2 separate regions of the Salvelinus alpinus genome follow, and region 1 is linked to region 2. The links are chromatin contacts, called in public Hi-C maps. All regions are on one chromosome and are shown on one strand. The core of a region is the stretch at or near the end of the contact, and the rest is flanking DNA. Distances in the headings are between cores, read along the strand shown.

What was found. Hi-C and Micro-C count contacts between places; a contact is called where the count stands out from the background.
Region 1: a contact with region 2 is called in a Hi-C map of muscle, with 10 times the contacts expected there. The contact joins the promoter of LOC139546370 here to the promoter of LOC139546094 in region 2. A contact is called at or near these places in 3 of 3 Hi-C or Micro-C datasets (liver, muscle and red muscle).

The regions. Positions count from the first base shown.
Region 1 is chr2:100,943,575-100,949,722 of SLU_Salpinus.1, forward strand. It overlaps LOC139546370 (zinc finger protein 485-like), which reads right to left and starts at 2,510. Exons shown (of 3, transcript XM_071354699.1): 1 at 2,357-2,510.
Region 2 is chr2:100,777,183-100,783,865 of SLU_Salpinus.1, forward strand. LOC139546094 (zinc finger protein 271-like) reads right to left here and starts at 4,498. Exons shown (of 3, transcript XM_071354286.1): 1 at 4,354-4,498; 2 at 1,980-2,194; 3 at 1-1,527. The coding sequence starts at 2,178.

The DNA.
Region 1 (6,148 bases), core at 1,260-3,759, 160 kb after region 2:
CAACACACAGCGTGGTGCCAGGACAACACCCAGCGTGGTGCCAGGACAACACACAGCGTGGTGCCAGGACAACACACAGCGTGGTGCCAGGACAACAACCTCTCCCTCAACGTCAGCAAGTTAAAGGCGCTGACAGTATACTACAGGAAACGAAGGGCCGAGCACGCCCCCCATTCACATTGACGGGTCTGTAGGGGAGCGGGTCGAGAGCTTCAAGTTCCTCTGTGTTCACATCACTAAGGAACTATCATGGTCCAAACACACCAACACAGTCGTGAAGAGGGCACAAACAAGCCCTTTCCCCCTCAGGAGACTGAAAAGATTTGGCATGGGCCCCTCAGATCCTCAAAAAGTTATACAGCTGCACCACTGAGGGCATCCCATTAGTGGTCAGTGCACGTCACCTGACCCCCTATGGTGAATAGAAGGAAGGAGAAAAGCCTATCGATATTATTGTTCTGTGAGGAGACTCTACCTGAACATGTGAAGCTTGGATATGTGAGGTATGCGGTGAGAGCGTTTATGTCCAAACCATTACAGTCGGGGGAATTGTAAAGGATATCGACATGTGTCAAATGTTTGCAGATGGGAGAAGTGTGATATTGAAGAATCGGTGAATGGAAAATGTTGCAACTGTGGTGGGGATCATAGTTCCTTGAGTGTCCTGTTAGGGAGGTCGAGGTGTCAAGGATCATGGCTGATCTCCTATGTGGAGGCGGTGAAGAGAGTCGAAAGAGGCAACAGTGTTGAAGATATGGCGGGGGAGGCATTGCAACCAGTTGCTAGTGTTTTAAGTCAAATCAAGTTGTCTGGATACACTCATTGTGAAGAAGGTGTATTGTGTGGCATTTATAGCCACAGTGATTAAATTGTACAGCACAAGTCTCTAAGATGTCCAAGAAGCTGGACATCATATCTGCAGCAGATATGTTTTTGGGTCTCCAAGACTTCACGGCAGAAGCACCGCAAGGACTATTGTCGCTAGGAAATGTCCCGTCCTCACAGGAGTCTTCTGAGTCTGTTTAGGGCATTTTTTTTCTTCTTTATTATTATTATTTTTTTAATTTACAGGAAACTAGGTTGATTTTGTTTAGCAAATGTATTTTTTGATAAAAAATATATATAATAAATACCCGGATCCTTATTATCCACCCCCACAGGTGGTGGCGGAACGCACATCCAATTGTTGAGAATGCCATTATACCATAGAAGAAGAAGATCCATGACCTGGAAATACTTAGTTATTCTTGCCTGCGTCACAGCTGTATCACGGAAAGAACAATGAGACAGATATTTCCCTGGAGGTATAAATATGAAGCATCTGCTTGGTGGTTCAACTCACTAGGTAGTGAGAGGAAGCCCACTGGCGGGCAGTGGGAGAAGATGGATTTTGACCTACATTCTGTAAATTGTCTCGATCGTTAAACATTTTCTCTCAATACAGTTCTGTTCCCAAAACTAGAATCTGTTATGAACAGAGTTGACTAAGTGTTGTAGACTTATTTTTTTATGTAGGAGTGCAAAGTCCAATTGAGTTACTGCACACGGCGCATTTCACAGAGTTTGAAACGACAGGCTGTGGTTTATCTTGGTTATTTTGATGGAAACCCGAATTTGGATTCTTATGTAGACATTCCTTCTTAATTTGCTTTGAAAACGTTATGGAAAAATGGTTACACCTTGATCACGCCACCACCATCATTGCATTTTGGTGCACCAGAAGTACAATAATGAATTTCCAACGGAACAATGCGTTTGCCTTGCGTTGAGGTGCACTCTGTGTGGTGCATACGTTGAATTTATCGAACGTATGCATAAGTGCATACGTGGACGGCTTGCCAGAAATAGTAGCTGAAGGTTGAACTTTTGTTGCACAAATATCCAGATGATGCTGCGTACCATTTTGCGCAAATACACTATAGGTTTGTTCAAAGGATTAACTGTTTGCATAAACCGGTAGCCGGGTAGTTTAGCAACGGTTAGTCCTACTATGCTAGCTAGCTACCTAGAAAGGTTAGTTATACAACTATTTGGTTTGGCTATCTGTGGCTAAACAATGAGCAGCCGGTTAGCTAGCTAGCCAATTCATCGCTACAGTCATTTTACTCACGATGAGTCGACAGCTGGCTAACTATTAAATAAAAGTCACACTTCAATCGTGACCCTGAAATAAAGTTAGCTAGCTACACGAACGAGAGATCGTGTAGCTAGCTAACTGGCTAACGGCTAGCTAGCTAGCTGGGATAAGAACAAAGCCAGGCCTCCGCAACCACTTGCCGTTTCATCATGGAATATGTTGGTTTACAGACCGTGCTACAAGCGTAATTTAAAAAGTTAGAAATTAACAATAGGTTACCTGGAACTGATTTTCTGTAGCTAATGATTGGCTGAAAAGAACTTGAGGAAATGGTGAGGTCTCGTAGAGCAAACCGAAAAAATGTATCTACTTTCCCGAGTGAGTTTGGTCTGGATTATGAGATGCTGCAGGAAATGTTCGTGAGTGTCGTATCAGCGTAGTCATTGTGCATGTTTTACTGGCCTTTGACGGAAAGAAGTCAGGCAAAACAAACGAAAATAGATATTTCAACCAAAACAAGACAGCTATCATTACATGATATTTCTATCTGCATTGTGATGTTATATTATTACAACAGTGTATAGCATCTGTTATCCTTTATTATCATAATGTTAGTATACTGACTTGTCATCGATAAAGACAATCTACCAACATAATACACTTTCAACGAAGAAGAGGCGTTACAGACAGTAGTCATGAAGTGCCATTTAGTGCTTTGAAAGGCTGGTCATGGCTCACAACAGCATGCTTCCGGATACCGTAGACCAGGTATTAAAAATGTGATTCACATTAATAAACAGTCCATTAATATTTTCCAACAGGGCTATACATTTGGGTTAGTTTTTTCCCCCCCTCGCCTGAGTAGCCTCGTTTCACTGCCAAAAATAAAATCAAACCATCTAGTGTTCAGTGAAATAACAAAATGTCAAATACAGGTAGCCTAGTCAAATAATTAACATCCAATCACATTAACCGCTGCTCTCTCACGGTAACTCCACTAACGGTCCGTGTGTAGCCAAACGTAGCTGCTGCTGATGTTGGTATCTGTACTAATGGTGCAAAAGCCATGACAGGGAGACATAGTGGAGTGGTAACGCGTGTGCAAGCAGTTGCTCCCAACGCCACTTGGGTACACTGCAGCATCCACCGGGAGGTTCTTGCTGCCAAGGGAATACCTGACTGCTTGAAAGACGTTTTGGACACTACAGTGAAAATGGTTAACTTAGTTAAAGCAAGGCTCCTGGACTCGTGTATTTTCTGCACTATGCAATGATATGGGCAGCGACCATGTAACGCTTTTACAACATACAGAAGTGAGCTGGTTATCAAGGGGCAAAGTGTTGACACGTTTAGAGAGACGAGCTTAAAGTTTTTACTGACCATAATCACTTGTCTGACCGCTTGCATGATTACGAGTTTCTCACATGACTGGCCTATCTGGGAGATGTTTTTTCCTCGCCTGAATGATCTGAATCTAGGATTACAGGGACTCTCCGCAACTATATTCAATGTGCGGGACAAAATTGAAGCTATGATTAAGAAGTTGGAGCTCTTCTCTGTCTGCATTAACAAGGACAACACACAGGTCTTTCCATCATTGTATGATTTTTTGTGAGCAAATGAACTCAAGCTTACGGACAATGTCAAATGTGATATAGCGAAGCACCTGAGTGAGATGGGTGTGCAATTACGCAGGTGTAACCGATGTGAAATGGCTAGCTAGTTAGCGGTGGTGCGCGCTAATAGCGTTTCAATAGGTGACGTCACCCGCTCTGAGACCTGAAGTAGTTGTTCGCTTTTGTGGCGCGATGGGTAACGATGCTTCGTGGGTGACTGTTGTCTGTGTGCAGAGGGTCCCTGGTTCGAGCCCGGGTAGGGGCGAGGGGACGGATGAAAGCTTTACTGTTACACAGGTACTTTCCCAAAACGGATGACGCAAACAACTGGATTCGTTATCCCATTCATTGCCTGCCTCCAGTCCACTTACCGATATCTGAACAAGAGAGCCTCATCGAAATTGCAACAAACTGTTCTGTGAAAATTGAATTTAAATCCGAAGGCACTGCCAGATTTCTGGATTGGGCTCCGCTCAGAGTATCCTGCCTTTGGCAAATCGCGCTGTTAAGACACTGATGCCCTTTGCAACCACGTACCTATGTGAGAGTGGATTCTCGGCCCTCACTAGCATGAGAACTAAATACAGGCACAAACTGTGTGTGGAAAATGATTTAAGACTGAGCCTCTCTCCAATACAACCCAACATTGCAGAGTTATGTGCATCCCCTCAAGCACACCTTTCTCATTAACCTGTGGTGAGTTATACAAATAAGGCTTTATATGTAAGATGGTTAAATAAAGAGCAAAATGATTGATTATTTGTGCCCTGGGCCTATAAGAGCTCTTTGTCACTTCCCACAAGCCTGGTTGTGAAAAACACTCATTCTTATGTTAATAAATGTATCGTATAGTGTGTGTGTCAGGCATACAATGATGGCAAAGATCTACACTTGAGTGAGCTGACCCTGGTGCTTGAGGGGTTGCGCAGCTGGAGGTTGAATGTTTAAAGAGGTACGGGACTATGAAAAGTTTGGAGACCACAACCCTAGACCGACTCCAATTTGTATACTGCCCCAACAGATCCACAGATAACGCAATCTCAATCGCACTCCACACTGCCTTTTCCCACCTGGAGAAAAGGAACACCTATGTGAGAATGCTGTTCATTGACTACAGCTCAGCGTTCAACACCATAGTGCCCACGAAGCTCATCACTAAGCTAAGGACCCTGGGACTAAACACCTCCCTCTGCAACTGTATCCTGGACTTCCTGATGGGCCGCCCCCAGGTGATAAGGGCAGGCAACACGTCTGCCATGCTGATCCTCAACACTGGGGCCCCTCATGGGGTGTGTAATTAGTTCCCTCCCGTACTCCCTGTTCATCCACGACTGCGTGGCCAAACACGACTCCAACACCATCATTAAGTTCGCTGACAACAACAGTGGTATGCCTGATCACCGACGATGAGACAGCCTATAGGGAGGTGGTCAGGGAACCGTCAGTGTGGTGCCAAGACAACAACCTCTCCCTCAATGTGAGCAAGACAAAGGAGCCGATTGTGGACTACAGGAAAAGCGGGCTAAACAGGCCCCCATTAACATCAATGGGGCTGTAGTGGAGCGGGTCGAGAGTTTCAAATTCCTTGGCGTCCACATGACCAACGAACTATCAGTGTCCAAACACACCAAGACAGTCGTGAAGAGGGCACTACCAAACCTTTTCCCCCCTCAGGAAACTGAAAAGATTTGGCATGGGTGCCCAGATCCTCAAAAAGTTCTACAGCTGCACCATCAAGAGCATCCTGACTGGTTGCATCGCCGCCTGGTATGGCAACTGCTCGGCATCTGACCGTAAGGTGCTACAGAGGGTAGTGCGTATGGCCCAGTACATCACTGGGGCCAAGCTTCCTGCAATCCAGGACCTATATACTAGGGGGTGTAAGAGGAAAGCCCATAAACTTGTCAGAGACTCCAGTCACCCAGGTCATAGACTGTTCTTCCTGTTCTTTCATCAGTTATAAGGTCCTCAATCAGCTTTCTGAATTGCACATAGCGGCATCAAAACAAATTTAACAACATTTTGAAGATTGTTCCACAAGTAAGGTGCAAGAAAACTAAAAGCTGATGTACCTACTAACTCAGTAGAGACCAAAGGAGTTTCCAGAGTTAACCATCCCGGAGACCGGGTGTGGTAAACAGGTTAGGTACGGTGAGACTTTTTGTAAAAGGGCTTTATAAATGAAAACAGCAATTTATTTACCTACGTGACAGAGGGCCAACCAACTTGCTGGTAGAGAATGCAGTGATGACATCACAGAGGGTCAACCAACTTTCTGGTAGAGAATGCAGTGATGACGTCACAGAGGGCCAACCAACTTGCTGGTAGAGAATGCAGTGATGACGTCACAGAGGGCCAACCAACTTGCTGGTAGGGAATGCAGTGATGACGTCACAGAGGGCCAACCAACTTGCTGGTAGGGAATCCCGTAATAAAGAGCAGTGCGCTATGATAA
Region 2 (6,683 bases), core at 3,248-5,747:
TGGCAGGCTCCCCTCCAATATGTATTTTCTCATGACTTTTAAGACTTCTTAGCTGAGTGAAACCCCCCCCACAATGAGAGCAGTGGTAAAGCTTCTCGCCTGTATGTACTCTCTGATGTTTCTTAAGGTTTCCTGGCTGACTGAAACTCTTACCGCAAAGAGAGCAGTGGTAAGGCTTTTCCCCTGTATGTATTCTCTGATGTTTCTTAAGGTTTCCTGGCTGACTGAAACTCTTATCGCAAAGAGAGCAGTGGTAAGGCTTCTCCCCTGTATGTATTCTCTGGTGTTCCTTAAGGCTTCCTGAATAATTAAAGCTCTTCTCACATTGGGTGCAGTGGTAAGGCTTCTTTCCACTATGTACTTTGCCATGTCTCTTAAGGTTTACCTTCTCACTGAAACCCCTCCCACATTGTGAGCAGTGATAAGGCTTCTCTCCAGTGTGTACTCTTTGATGATTCTTTAGATTACTTGAGGAACGGAAACTCTTCCCACATTGATGGCATGGGTAACGACCACGACCAGATAGTCTTGATGTATCTGGTTCAACTACACTACTATTGTCCTCCTCTTCCTCAACTTCTCGCTTTTCCTCCTCTTTGATTTCCCTCTCACTCCCCTCCTCTTTGACAATCACATTTAAAGCACAGACAGGGTTCCCTCCATTGTGTATTCTCTGATGGCTTTTAAGACGTAGTAGCTGAGTGAATCCCTCCCCACACTCAGAGCAGTGGTAAGGCTTTTCTCCAGTGTGTACTTTTTGATGATTCTGTAGATTACTTGAGGAACGGAAACTCTTTCCACATTGATGGCAGGGGTAAAGACTACAACCAGGTAATGTTGATGTATCTGGGTCAACTATACCACTATTGTCCTCCTCAACTTCTCGCTTTTCCTCCTCTTTGATTTCCCTCTCAACCTCCTCCTCTTTGACAATCACCTTTAAAGCACAGACAGGCTTCCCTCCAATGTGTATCCTCTGATGACTTTTAAGACGCCTGAGCTGAGTGAATCCCTCCCCACACTGAGAACAGTGGTACGGCTTCTCTCCACTGTGTGATCTCTGATGACTCTTTAGGTCTCCTGCAAAACGAAAATTCTTTCCACACTGTGAGCAGTGGTAAGGTTTCTCCCCTGTATGAATTCTCTGATGTTTCTTAAGGCTTCCTGGCTGACTGAAATACTTCCTACAAAGAGTGCAGTGGTAAGGTTTCTCCCCTGTATGTACTCTTTGATGTTCCTTAAGGCTTCCAGAATGATTGAAGCTCTTCCCACATTGGGTGCAGTGGTAAGGCTTCTCTCCACTATGTACTCTCTCGTGTCTCTTAAGGTTTACTTTCTCACTGAAACTCTTCCCACATGCAGAGCAGTGAAAAGGTTTTTCTCCAGTGTGTACTCTTTGATGATTCTTTAGAATAGTTGAGGAACTGAAACTCTTCTCACATTGAGGACACGAGTAACTCCCATGCCCAGGTAGTCTTGATGCTGTGGAACTGGGCTTGTTGACGGTGTCTGGGTTGGGGATCTCTCCTGTAAGAATATGAACATATATATGGTCAGAAACTGGCAAAGAAACAAAGGCTTTAAGCTTACCAACGCAGGATTCAACATTAATTTGGATTAACAGAGTATTGAGATAAATACTTTGCAAGGGGCTTGTTGCATAGCATCACACATAGATAATGTCATTGTGAAATTACAATGCATTGCCAAATGGTCAGTGGACACTCGCCTTCCCTCTTACACATACAGAAGCCTGAGGGGTATAATACAAAGCAGAATCAATGAGTTAGCCAGCTAACTTGCCTAAATATTCAGAAATATATATATTTTTTAAAAGATTAACTTGAAATTGGCATCATTTAATTGACTTAACAACCCAAAACATATCTAAGTTTACATTTCTTAATGAATCAGAAAATCAATGGCTATTTTGGGTTGTTCAACTCTCTGAACCAAAGAGGATTTTAGCCTGAATTTACCTGAGTCAACAGAGTCCCTGTCCTCCTCTCGCTCTTCCTCCTCCCCCTCATTGATTTCTCTCTCCTCCTCCTCCTCTTTGACAATCACATTGAGTTCCACTGTTTGACTGCAGTGCCCCAGCTTCACTGACAGCAACTCTGGACCCAGCTGTGAGCTTCTCTGGGCTGGAACACCACAACCAGAACCTGGTTCAGACATGGTAGGCTGGATAGATCTAAAAGAGGAGACCCAACCAGTTCAAGGTGATTTTCACAAACCTATGTCGTGGTATAGCTCTGGAAAAGACAACAAAAATGTATCTAAGCTAGCTGACCACACATCCCGTCCAGCAGGAAACCTTTTTCCATAAAATAAATATAGGATTGACGACAACAGCCAGTCAGATTAGGCCATAAGTGAAGAAAAACACTGGCTGTTGAGTACAAACATTCAGTTCAAATTCATTACTAATATATGATACACTCAGTGATTGAAATTACCACCCCATCCTCAGGAGCCTATTCAAACATTCGCCTATAGGCTATAAGAAACACAAGCATGTTCTTGTGATAGAATTAGGGGCAATTGCAAGGTAACAGAGTGATGTAGACACAGAGTTGTCACTTTAAAATGTATGAAAAACCAATGAATAAAGTTAAACAAACCATACAACTCCATGGAGCACAAGGACTAATTTGAACATATGTATTCTTATTCCATTCCTTTACTTAGATTTTAGATGTGTGTGTATTGGGTAGTTGTTATGGATTAATTGTTAGATTACTTGTTAGATATTACTGCACTGTCGGAACTGCAAGCACAAGCATTTCGCTACACTTGCATTAACATTTGCTAACCATGTGCATGTGACCAATAACATTTGATTTGATCCATCTCGCTCCATTGAATACAGGCGGTTGGCGTCAACAACCCTCATCAAATATTCAAAAAAGGATTACAATAATGAGATGTATCGACCAATTCAAAGAAAGGATAGGGGGGAGCTAGACAGCCAACCGTGCGTGGACAACTACTCCCATTATTAGGGCGGAGAGACATGCATCTTGTCAGTATATCCATATATCCATGACGGGACTCTTATTCTGAAGGATTCCAAAACATCCTTGACCCGGAAGTACTTCCTTATTCTTGCCTGTTTCACAACTGTATTTTATTATTTTTATGGAATTTTGCTTCTTATGTCGCTACAAGTTATGTCGATATTCCTTCTTAATTTGCTTGAAAAAGTGTTACGTCTTGATCACACCGACAGTATCATTGTATTTTGGTACAACCAGAAGTACATTCATTCATTTCCAATGGGATACTGCTTGCTTTACAGAATTGCTTTGCATAGGCAGTGCATTCGTTGAATTGATCGAACGTATACATAAAAGTGTATGCCTGGACGGCTTGGCAGAAATGGTAGCTGAAGGCTGAACTGTTGCTGCACACCATTTTGCGCAAAATCACTGTAGGTGTGTTCGAAGCATTGGGATTCGACGTTTGCATAAACTGGTAGCTGGTGTTGTGCCGGAAATCTCCCCCCTGCCAGAATCCCCCCCTTCGCGTGAACGCGGACGCACTCAATTCTTCATTGCTGCGATTTGCTTCCTTGTTGAGATTTCTGATCACGTTTACTCTATGTTTAATATAACACACATACATTAATTATTAATTTCGGTTGCATATCCTGACGCGAAGTTTATTCTATATAAAGTATTTTGGTAGCTCATGTTGACCAGTAGTGTGTGCCACAGGAAGTATTTGACTCTAGACACAAAATTAAGGAAATTAGAAGGGGGGGGGTTCGGCAAGGCTATTTTCTTTTCGGCAGGCAAGAAAATGTAGAATTGCGTGCGTGCGCGTTCACGCATTAGGGGGGGCTGAATTCTGGCAGGGGGGTGATTTTCGGCACAACACCTGTAAACGTTAGTTTAGCAACGGTTAGTACTGCTAATTTGACTAGCTGGTTACCTAAATAGCTAAACCAAACATCTGTTTTATTTATTTAACTAGGCAAATCAGTTAACAACAAACTGATTCTTATTTGCAATGACGGCCTACCAAAAGGCCTGTGGCTAAACAAGGAGCAGCCGGTTAGCTAATTCCTCGCAACAGTCATTTTACGCACGATGACACGACAGCTGGCTAACTATGAAATAAAAGTTACACTTCAACCGTGACCCTGAAATAAAGTTAGCCTGTTAGCTAGCTAGCTACACAAACGGGTTGGACGGGAGATGTGTTGCTAGCTAGCTAACGGCTAACTAGCTGGGATAACAACAAAGACAGGCCGCGGCAATAACTTCCGTTTCATCATTGAATGCGTTGGTTTACAGACCGTGCTACAAGCATCATTAAAACAAATAATAATAATTAGCAATAGGTTACCTGGAACTGATTTCCTGTAGCTAATTGTTTGGCTGAAAATAACTTTAGGAAATGGTGAGGTCTCGTAGAGGAAGCGGGAAAAACGTATCCACTTTCCGAGTGAGTTTGGATTATGAGATACCGCAGGAAATGTTCGTGAGCGTCGTATCAGCGTAGTCATTGTGCATGTTTTACTGGCCTGTGATGGAAAGAAGTCAGGCTAAACAAACGAAAATAGATTTCTCAACCAAAACAAGACAGCTATCATTACATTTCTATCAGCAGTGTGATGTTATATTATTACAACAGTATACAGCATCTGTTATCCTTTATCATCATGTTACTATCAAATCCATTGTATGGGTCACACATGGTTAGCAGATGTTAATGCGAGTGTAGCGAAAGGCTTGCGCTTCTAGTTCCGACAGTGCAGTAATATCTAACAAGTAATCTAACACTTCCACAACAACTACCCAATACACACAAATCTAAAGGGATGGAATAAGAATATGTACATATAAATATATGGATGAGCGATGACCGAGAGGCATAGGCAAGATGCAATAGATTGTATAAAATACAGTATATACATATATGAGATGAGCAATGTAAGATATGTAAACATTAAAGTGGCATTATTTAAAGTGACTATACTGACATTAATAATGTTTGATTTTGTGGAAGCTTTTCAGAAATTCTGAGAAACATTTTGCAATGTTTTTTTTCTCACGTTAATTTCATATAAAGCAATAAAAAGTCATATGTGATCAGTTTTAGGAAGATTTTAAGCAGAATACATCATACAAAAACAATTAGAAACATTGAAAGTGCTCAAATTTTCCTGAACAAACAGCTCTTTTTCTGAACAAAAAAAGGGGTGGAAGCTCAGAGTTCCAACATAACAAAATGCCCCCATAATCTGTAGGTACTAAAACATATTAAACAAGGACAAAAGAAACACCTGGGGTCCAATCTGCATTTATATTATATCTCAAGTTCATCTTCCATGAAAACAATTAGATACAAAGTGCTTTTTTGAAAACAAACACAGCTCTTTTTCCTGAACATAACCAGAGGTGGGGGGTGACCAAGGGCCAGGCTCATCTAGGCCTATATCTCAATGTAATCATATTATTATTTGACCCTGCTGGTCATCTATGAAAATTTGAACATCTTGGCCATGTTCTGTTATAATCTCCACCCGGCACAGCCAGAAGAGGACTGGCCACCCCTCATAGCCTGGTTCCTCTCTACATTTCTTCCTAGGTTCTGGCCTTTCTAGGGAGTTTTTCCTAGCCACCGTGCTTGCTGTCTGGGGTTTTAGGCTGGGATTCTGTACAGCACTTTGTGGTATCAGCTGATGTAAGAAGGGCTCTTTAAATACATTTGATTGATTGATTGATCCTCCTCCATATCAATTGCTCCACTGCGGAGTCGTTGGTTGTGGTACATGAAGACCAAGGCTCGTAGGTTGTTGTTAGAGGTTGATCGCCTACGGCTTGACAACACAAGTTTGTAGACACTGTTGCTTCGCTCAGCATCAGCCGAGTTTGAGACTGCATGTTTGTAGCGTTTGGCCAGGGTGCTCAGCACAGGAAGTCTCTCTTGAAGACCATCCCAGAAGATATCCAAATCGACAACCACATCTCACTGTGGCTCTCAGTGCTGCTGGTCCTACATTGGTCAAGAAGGCATCTAGTTCATCTCGTGGTACCTTACTGAAGCCTGGAAGAGCCTTGTAGCTGGACACTCTGTCAACCATAAACACAATGTGACGTTGATCAAACACCCTAACTTCTTGGAGGACCTCCATGGCAGGCTGTCCATCTCACATGTACTTTGTACGTTTTTCCCCTCTGCATTGCTGTATGCCTCTTCAACAGTGCTCAACATATTTTGTTTTCACAGCAAAGTTCAAAGTCGTCAACTGGGTTAAAGTAGTGTAAACAAGCCTCATTCTGTAGTTATTTGTTTGCTGCAATATTCATCTGCAAGTCCTCTAAATAGTGAAAGATCTTTGTCATCACGGGGCGTCTGCTCTGGAAGATGTGGAGAAGCTGCAGGATGACTTTGCACTTGTCTGACATGATGTTCAGCTGAATCTGCAGCAACTGAACCAGCTCGTGGTCTTGTAGCAGCTCGTGGTCTTGTAGCATCTCGTGGTCTTGTAGCATCTCGTGGTCTTGTAGCAGCTCGTGGTCTTGTAGCATCTCGTGGTCTTGTAGCAGCTCGTGGAGTTTCTCTACAGACTGCGGTGCACTTTGGCCTCACACCTGTGAATGACACGGAATAAAAAAAGAGGAACATAGGAAATATAAAATGACATCACGGCATAATTACAATGATATGAC